2 separate regions of the Sus scrofa genome follow, and region 1 is linked to region 2. Evidence: chromatin contacts called from public Hi-C data. All regions are on one chromosome and are shown on one strand. Each heading gives the region's core, a stretch centred on a gene start, on an enhancer-like site or on the middle of the called end of the contact. The rest is flanking DNA. Distances are from core to core; before and after follow the strand shown. Region 1 has its middle 190 kb from the start of FOXN3. Region 2 has its middle 250 kb from the start of TTC8.

The links. A called contact is a pair of places that touch in the nucleus more often than the background predicts.
Region 1: a contact with region 2 is called in a Hi-C map of embryonic fibroblasts, with 1.4 times the contacts expected there. The contact joins two enhancer-like sites. A contact is called at or near these places in 1 of 47 Hi-C or Micro-C datasets (embryonic fibroblasts) and 2 of 2 datasets of contacts at active chromatin or transcription factors (alveolar macrophages and skeletal muscle).

What each region holds. Positions count from the first base shown.
Region 1 is chr7:111,533,824-111,537,995 of Sscrofa11.1, reverse strand. No RefSeq gene overlaps it. Among named protein-coding and RNA genes, the nearest start is that of FOXN3, 190 kb to the right of the region's middle. Within about 2 kb of position 1,440, at least 76 of the 83 cell types and tissues checked have an H3K27ac peak or open chromatin away from gene starts, as enhancers often do. A contact at or near this core is called in embryonic fibroblasts and skeletal muscle, where this site is marked.
Region 2 is chr7:110,981,078-110,985,273 of Sscrofa11.1, reverse strand. No RefSeq gene overlaps it. Among named protein-coding and RNA genes, the nearest start is that of TTC8, 250 kb to the right of the region's middle. Within about 2 kb of position 1,798, at least 48 of the 83 cell types and tissues checked have an H3K27ac peak or open chromatin away from gene starts, as enhancers often do. A contact at or near this core is called in embryonic fibroblasts and skeletal muscle, where this site is marked.

The sequences.
Region 1 (4,172 bases), core at 191-2,690, 550 kb before region 2:
TGAATAAGCTGGGACAAGATGGAAACTTAACCAGGGAACATGTGAATCTGAATGCTGCAAGGGGTGGACTGTAGTGTATGCTTTTGGTACTTTGCCCAAACCCTCTCAGACCCCCTTTACTTGTTCACCGTCCCCATCCTCTAGCTTCCGGGTGCTTCTCTCCTAATGGCTCACACCTCCAGCCTTCAAAGAACTACCCTTAATCTATTAGAGTCCCTTCACCTAGACTCACCCTGGAAGTGTTGGGTGTTCAGGAAGGCCCATCGCCAGGGGCTGGTAAGAGCAGGGGTGTAAAAACCCAGCTCCCTTGCTTCAGGGCCGAGCAACTCTCTGTGTAATTTGTGCCCCACAGCTGCCTCTGGATCAAGCTGAGGCTGGAACTTGACCTTACATTCCTGCCTTGCTTGCCTTATCCTCCTGCCCTATTCTGCTTCCCTTATTTGTGTCTTCTGGAAGCTTGTCCTTAATAAATTACTTGCACAATCAAGAATCAAGACAAAACAAGACAGTTTCCTAATAGCAAATAAACTCTCTGTGCACAGGCCCTGTTTGGGGGGGGGAAATCTTTTAATCTCCCACAATACGTAGCCCACCATGGGATACACACAACAAGTTGATCTGGATTTTGGCAAATTCTTTGGTTTAGATTCTCTTCCTTTAGTAAGAATCTGAGAACCCTAAGTTGCAACTCCCTTGCTACATTACAGACTGGGACATCTGTAAATTATCGATGATAAATCAGTGTAAACTCTATGTGCCAGGTTTTCTGGACAACCTCGATTTCAGCTTCTCCATCTCCTTGTCAGACCATTTCCAGACAGCGTGTCCCAGTTGGTGTGTTGGTTGGATGGCAAAGGACGGGACGATGTGCTAGCCAAGAGGCAGCTGACGGAGGACACTTAACTATTTAAAAAAAAAGCAGGGACCTTGAAGTTAAGCAAGACTGGACATCAAATTCTGGCTCCACGCCAACCGGTTCTCCGACCGTAGCCACATTTTATTCATGTTCAAATGAAGGTACTAGCTCCTGCTTCACAGCACAGAAAATGAGTTCATGTATGCCAAGTGCTTAACATTGCTCCTCGACCTAGTAAAGCTCAAAAAAGGGTTCCTTTCAGAAGGCGGATAAAGGTCCTCAGCGGAGTTTGGGGACGTCACTGTCCTTACACAGCCAGTCCCGGGAGAGGCAATGCCGAAGTGTTTCCGTTCATTTCTCCTCTGCGGGCACAGGACACAAGCCAAATGAAGAGAGGACGTCTTCCCGGCCGGAAGGGTCGACCTCAAAGGAGGACGGCCCGGGCCCTGGGCCACCATGTAGCTCCTCGCCCGCCGCTCCGACCCTCCCCCACTTCCCTCCGGGCTGGGCTGAAGTAGGTGAAGGGTGGAAGCCTAGAGACTGCGCCGCGGAGGCGGAAGGCCGCCGCCGGTTTCCTAGCAACGGCCGCCCCGCCCCATCCCACCCTGCGTGGCGCGGCGGCGCCGGGAAGCGGGGGGCGGGCCGCCGTTGCTATGGTAGCGCGTCCGCCCCGCCGGACGCCGGCGGAACCTGCAGGAAGCTAGGGCTCTGGGCCCCGCGTGAGCTGCGGGGCGACCTTCCCCCACCCCACCGCCAGCTCCAGCTTCGGTCCGGCGGGGACCTGCGCCATCTGTAAGCGTGGCCGCCGGGCTGCAAGGCCGCTTGGTCCCCACTCGCTTCCCAGCCGCCTGGGCCAGCTAACGGCCTGGCTGTCTCGTGAGGACAGAGTTGGTCATCCGGGCCAGGTCTAGGCTGAATTAACTGTTTTGGAATTTCATTGGACCTTTTTTCCTCTACCGTTGCAAGAGACACGTACATGTGTGTACACACACACACACACACACACCCAGGGTCCCGTTCTTTTCTATCAAGTGTTTCACCTGAAGGATCTTTAATCTTGGAAAGAGAATATGCAGAAAACAGAGCGGCTTCCAAAATTAGCCTTTTAAAACGACACTACAAATAAGTATCATATTTCATGAGGCCCATTTTTAAACTGAAAATGCCCATGGCTGGAAGGGTATTCTGGATTCTGGACTTGAATTTGCATTCTTCTGAATTCCTCTCTGCAATGATCTGCGTTTGGGCAATTCAGTTGTGGGGTATTAAATTTAAACGTATTCGCCTCTAGCTAGTGTTGTGTGTTCTGATTGCTCTGTTAAAGGACCCACTCACAGAAACAAAGCCACATGCTTCTCAGTCATCCTCCGGCTCGGCTAGAGAGTATTTTTAAAAGGGGCGGAGTCAGCCACGTGTTTGTGAGTTTAATCAAATTGACAAGGGCTCTGAGCGAGAAAAGCTTGCTATCTAATGGCAAGACAGCGTTAGGTACATAGAGATGTGTTCTTTTTGGACTTATTTGAATTAGAGCTTTTCAAACAGAATCTTCTCTTGCATATATTTTTCTCGATATGCTGCAACTGGAAAATTTAAATCAAAAATCCTATTTCGTATATTCATTTTTATGGTAAATGTGTCTAGGCTGAGATTACGCATTTTCCTGATCAACGAGGAAATGCGCCGCAATCACTGTGAATTGAGCACCTTGCTGATTGAGCAACACTTGAACCTGGAGGCAAGAACGATCATAATCTCAGAATGAGAATCCTCCACAGTATATTTCACAAGCGTATTCACAGCTAACCTTTTTCTACCCTAAAGGATCATTCACTTGGAACTTTTTTATTTTGCATTTTGCCGGAATGCTTCATCTCTTAGAAAGCCACTTTCACATACTTTTTCACTTGGAAATGTAATTGTGTTGGGCAAATGATCATATAATTTATATTTGTGTGTAAATATGTGTGTTTCTGTATTTTTCCCTGGTGTCAAAACAGAACTTTTATTTCACATGGTGAAGAGTAGAGGATAAATTCTGAAAGCTAGATCAAGGATCTGAAAATAATGGTTTTATGTTTAGCACTAACTGAAGAAAAAAGAAGGTATAACACTATGCAGACCTAAGTACTTTTTTGTGCATAAGGCAAATTGCTAAATCTGCTTCAAATTTGGTAAAGTGTTAGATAGTAGAAACAATAACAGTGTATTTTATAATAAAATATTAGCATTTGCAAACATTAGTTCTTCTTTGGTAATTTTCACTGATAATTAAATTCATTTGCTATCTTCAAGTTCTTTTCACATAAGTTATTCATCAGAGTGAGCATAGACCAACCTGATTGCAAGATCTTGGTCAGAGGCGTTCCTACTCTGGGACAGTGTGTTGGGAATCCGAGCGCAATGACTCAGATCGCCGTGGAGGCACTGTTCGATCCCCTGCCCAGGGCGGTGGGTTAAAGGATCCAGCGTTGCCACAGCTGTGGTGTAGATTGCAGCTTGATCCTTGGCCTGGGAACTTCCAAGTGCCACAGGTGAGGCCATAAAAAAAGAAAAAGACCTTTTTATGCCTGGCATGGCAAATAGAACTGACCAGATCAGCTATTTAACTGGTTGGTTATTCTCTATACATAGGAAGAGGTTTAGTTACACCTGTGAGTTAGCCTAACCTTCACTCCTTAAAATTCATTGACCACTTTGGAAAGTTAAATAGGACTCATTGCCTGCCCTACTTTATTAGGAATATGTGACTGTTAAGACTCTCATTAGGCTAAATCATCTCCATGTAGCCATTCCAGTTAGTTCCCAGTATTACAAGTTTCTACCTTATCATTTATGGTTATTGTTTCCTTAGGAGCCTAGTATTTATCACACAAAGTATCCGTGCTTACCTTTCATCTTTTCCAAATAATCAGTGACCTTAAGCTTTGAGCATCTTATCCGTATTCCTGACTACCAGCCTCTTATCTAATCCTGAATTAAACTTGATTGACTGCTTTATCTATGCTACTTTAATCTTTTAGAAGCTTATCATAATATGGGCTCTTTAATGAAATATTTTGTCCTCATAATAAACTGACCTTTCACATTTTTCCATATTTCTCTACCTTTGCTCATTTCCCTGTATACCTTTTCCCTTCTTTAAGTATTCGTGTTTCCCGCTTTCATCATCCAATGAAACAAACCAAAATGCTTGCTTGTTTCTACAGCAATGACTGTTTTACCGCAAAGTGTTCTTTCGTTCTTTTTGTCTTATGTTTAGCTTTCCTGATCTCAGGAAAATAGACATGCATCTGTTGCTAGAAGATTTCCCCCATCC
Region 2 (4,196 bases), core at 549-3,048:
TCTGCAGAATGAACAGGAGTTAACCAGGTGAAGTGGTGTGATAAAAAAAACTTTTAATAGTAATAACTTTGTTTTATTTCTCAGGTTCTGCCTGACCGCCATAACAATATTAGGTAATATTTAGCCTGAGGACCAAATTACCACTGACCTTGATATAAACAGCCTAGAGGTATACAACAGGAGCACCAAGTTGTCCATCAAAACCCCCCTCCCCATAGTCTGGGCTGTTACTGGGACGTGGCCACCCTGCCAGGACTCATTTCTCAGCTCCCAGCTCATTTCCCAGCTCCCCAGCTGTGTTCATTTGGCCCTGTTCTTGCCAGTAGGATTGAGCCCCAGTGAGGGCATCACTTCTGGGCCGGGACTGTTAAGAAACAGGTTGCCTTCCCCCTACTGGCTCGATCCCCTCCCCCTGCTGATGAGGCTGACCACAATGGGACCCTCGGAAGAAAGCTGTCACCAACCAGAAACACCTGCCTTGGGACACTCGCTCAGTGTTATGTGAACACAAAATAAACTATAATGTCAAGGTGCTGAAAATCTGGAGACATATTTGTTACAACAGCTGTGTTATGCTGATTAATAGAACATATATTTTTAAAATGAATTCAGCATTTCCTGATTCACACATGCACACAGCCTACCTTTCCCTGGGTGGAATATTTGCTTTGTGTGAATTGACCTTTGGGCTCAATTTTCACACCCCCGCCCAACCCTCTCCCTCACCGCCCCCCTACCCTGCTCCTTCCACCTGGCAAGGCCTTTGTTGTGTGGGTCCTGCATGTCACAACTGGTTGGTGAGTTTGGTGGAACTGCTTGATTTTATACACTATTAATTTTGCTTGCCTCTCCACTTTCATGGATCCTTATGGGTACTGCTGGCATTTTCAGGATGAGGAATGTCTTACATAGACCAGAGGTGTTCTGCTGGAGCCTGAGACACATTGCCTTGAAAGAATACCATGTTTACTCACATAAATCTAAAAAGCGACATTTGTGAGGGTGGGCGCAAGACAGAGGAGCCTGATTTGGGAGCCAGTGGGGAGCCACTGTAGGTGGGCTGGTAGGGGAAGGATATGACTGAAGAGGTGTTTTAGGAGGATGCATCTGATTGTATCACAGAGAAGACATGAGAAAGAAAATAGCACAGAGGCACAGGGAGGAACCGTGTGATAACCCAGCTGTGAAATCATACTTGGGATGGCGCCAGTAGGAATGGAGACAAACAGGTGACTAGGGGAGGCCGAAGAAATGAGCACGCAACACTCAGCCACTGTTCCCAGCTCATCAGCTGCTCTAACCACATCCCAGAGGTGCCATATGCCAGTTCACTCCTATGGCTCCACCAATACCATCTAACCTGCAAAAATAACAACACAGACGTCAAAGTTATGGCACTGTCTTTTTAAAAGACTGGTCATAAGGAAAAAAGGAGTAATTGCTTCAGTAATCAGAAATGAGACAAATGAACTACCTTCCCAGATCATTTTTAGCAGCTGAGTACTCTCTGGAGGGGAAAGAACTGCACGTCTGAGTTGGAAGGGAAAATGAAGTAAACACATTTTTTTGTACTGGAAGAGGAAAATTCGCTAAAGTCTAGGGGACTAGCCTACGAGGACAGAGAAGATGTTTTCTGGAAGCACTGAAGAGTCTCGTCTGCGTATGCTTTGCTGGAGTAACAATCGGCCCGAATCCCAGCCCAGTCCCCCTCGGTGACCTCGGCTCTTCCCCGCCCCGCCCGGGTGATTCCGGGTGATCCCGGGTCTACCCGGCTGCAGACGGAGGGCTGCTTTCTGTTCCTCAGATGCGCATGCGCACCCCTCCCTTTGCCGCCCTACCCAGCTCTCGGCCAGGTCTGGAGCGCTCTTCCCACTGGCTTTCTTTTGCCATTTACGCTTCACCTTAAAAAGCCACTTGGAGAGGACCTCCCCACCACCCAATCAAAGCAGCCACGTTCCCCCCACCACCACCCCATTATCCCCTCTCCTGTCTCCTTATTGTACTTCTCAGAGCACTGATTTCTCTCTGCTGTCCCTTCTTTTATCTACTCGTTTGCTTATTGCCAGTTTTTCCTGCTAGAATGTAAGCCCCCTGAGAGAGTACCTAGCCAGTCCGATTCCCCACAGTAGCTACAGCATCTGCAACAGTCCTACTCAATGCGGATGCTATTAAATTTGTGCATCACTGACTGACCAAGTCTAGGACCAATGAGGAAAACACTGGATGAATTAGCCACCTCCCCACACCCCCAAATAAGTTCTCTCTCCTCAGAGGAGCTTATTCAATGAAAGATTTTTCTCCCTGTGGTTACATTTGATTAAGAAATATGTTTTCACAATTATGCCTGAATTTTTCCAGTCTGGATTTCATATCAGACGGCTAGACTCTAGGAAAATGGAAGGTTCTTAATCAAGGGGAAAAAAAAATCCAAACGTTTAAAATCATCTCTTGGGGAAGGATAACCTGAAATGCAAGTCATGAGTTTTATGCATGGTCTTCTCTGCTCCTATTAGTTTTTCTCTCTTTTTAAAGTTACTCTATCTTCTTGATAGCAGCTACCCCACAGTTATACATGCATTCAAAATTCAGAAAACACTGAATCAATGAGGAGGAGACAGAGTTTGCAATCTGTGGGTCTGAGAAGTCCAAAACATCCTGTTTGTCACCACCTCTGGGAAGCCTTTTCTGATTCTTCCAGGCAGAATTGCATTTTTTCTTTCCTTGCTCTCATTTCACTATTCATTTCACTCTCTAATCACCCTGGTGTCCAGCACCAATGAGACACTTAATAGGCACTTGATTAAATTATTGCATAAATGAATACAATTTAAATTATATAAGGAAAAAAAAAAAGCTGCCAGAATTGGGGCAGGTTTTAGAAATCACCTAGGCAATGTTTCTCAAAAATACAGTCATTTGCATCTTCATCATAAGTTTTGGCATACTATTAATTCTTACAGGTTTCTTTAGCCAACCTTTCTACTACTTAAGTATGTTTATATTTTATAAAAATTAGCATCATAATCATAAATGGCAAACTGGCATGACTTGGCATCAGTAAAAAGCAATCCCCTTACCTTCAAAAACCCATGAATGAGAAATATTTTCCTTAAAATCTAGCTGGAGGTTATTTGCTGAACTGTGTTCCCCTCTCCAAGTTCCTGCATTGAGGCATTAACACTCCCTCCTCCCATCCCACACCCACAGTACTTCCGAATGTGACTCTATTGCGACAGAGGACCTTAGAGGTAATTAAGTTAAATTCAGCCCTAATCCAATCTGACTGTTGTCCTTATAAGGAGATTCGAACAAAGAAAGAGAAACCACAGACACACAACAAGATAACCAACTAACTTGCAGTGAGAAGATATACCCTCTATGAGAGAGAGGGAGAGGGAGAGGAGGGAGAGCCTCAGAAGAAACCAACCCTGCTGACACCTTGATCTTGGACTCCTAGGTGCCAGAACTGTGAATTTTGGTTATTGAAGCTCCCAGTCCGTGGTGTTCTGCTATGGCAGCCAGAGCAGAATAATACACTGGGTATTACTGGCAACTAAAGACACTGAGCCTAAAGTCTGCTCTCATTTAGTTGAAAACTGAGACTATGAGAGTAAGAAGAATACTAAAGACCCACTGTCCCCAGCAGAGGCTTTCTCCTTGACAACAAATCAGACAAATTAAGTAGAATTTAAAAGGAAATGACTTTCCACTCTAAGGTTTATATCAGTGAGCCTGGAAGAGGCTGTATTTTTTCAAATCTCTCTCTCTCTCTTTTTTTTTTTTTTAACAGCTGCACCTGTGGCATATGAAAGTTTCCCATATGCTAGGGCTAGGGGTCAAATCGGAGCTGCAGCTGCCAGCCTACGCCACAGCCACAGCAACACCAGACCTGAGCCACATCTGCGACCTGCGCCATAGCTTACAGCAATGCCAGATCCTGAACCCACTGAGCGAGGCCAGGGATTGAACCTGCATCCTCACAGACACTATGTTGGCTTCTTAACCCGCTGAGCCACAGTGGGAACTCCAAGTGTCTTACCACCTTAACAGTTTATTTCTTACTCATGCTGCTTGTCCCACACAGGTCTGTGGGGGCTCCCCTCCACGCAGTCCCTCAGGGCCCCAGGCTGATGGAGGCTCCACCACCATGGTGCTGCATTATTTGGAGTACCATGGCCTCTATCACCACGTGTGGG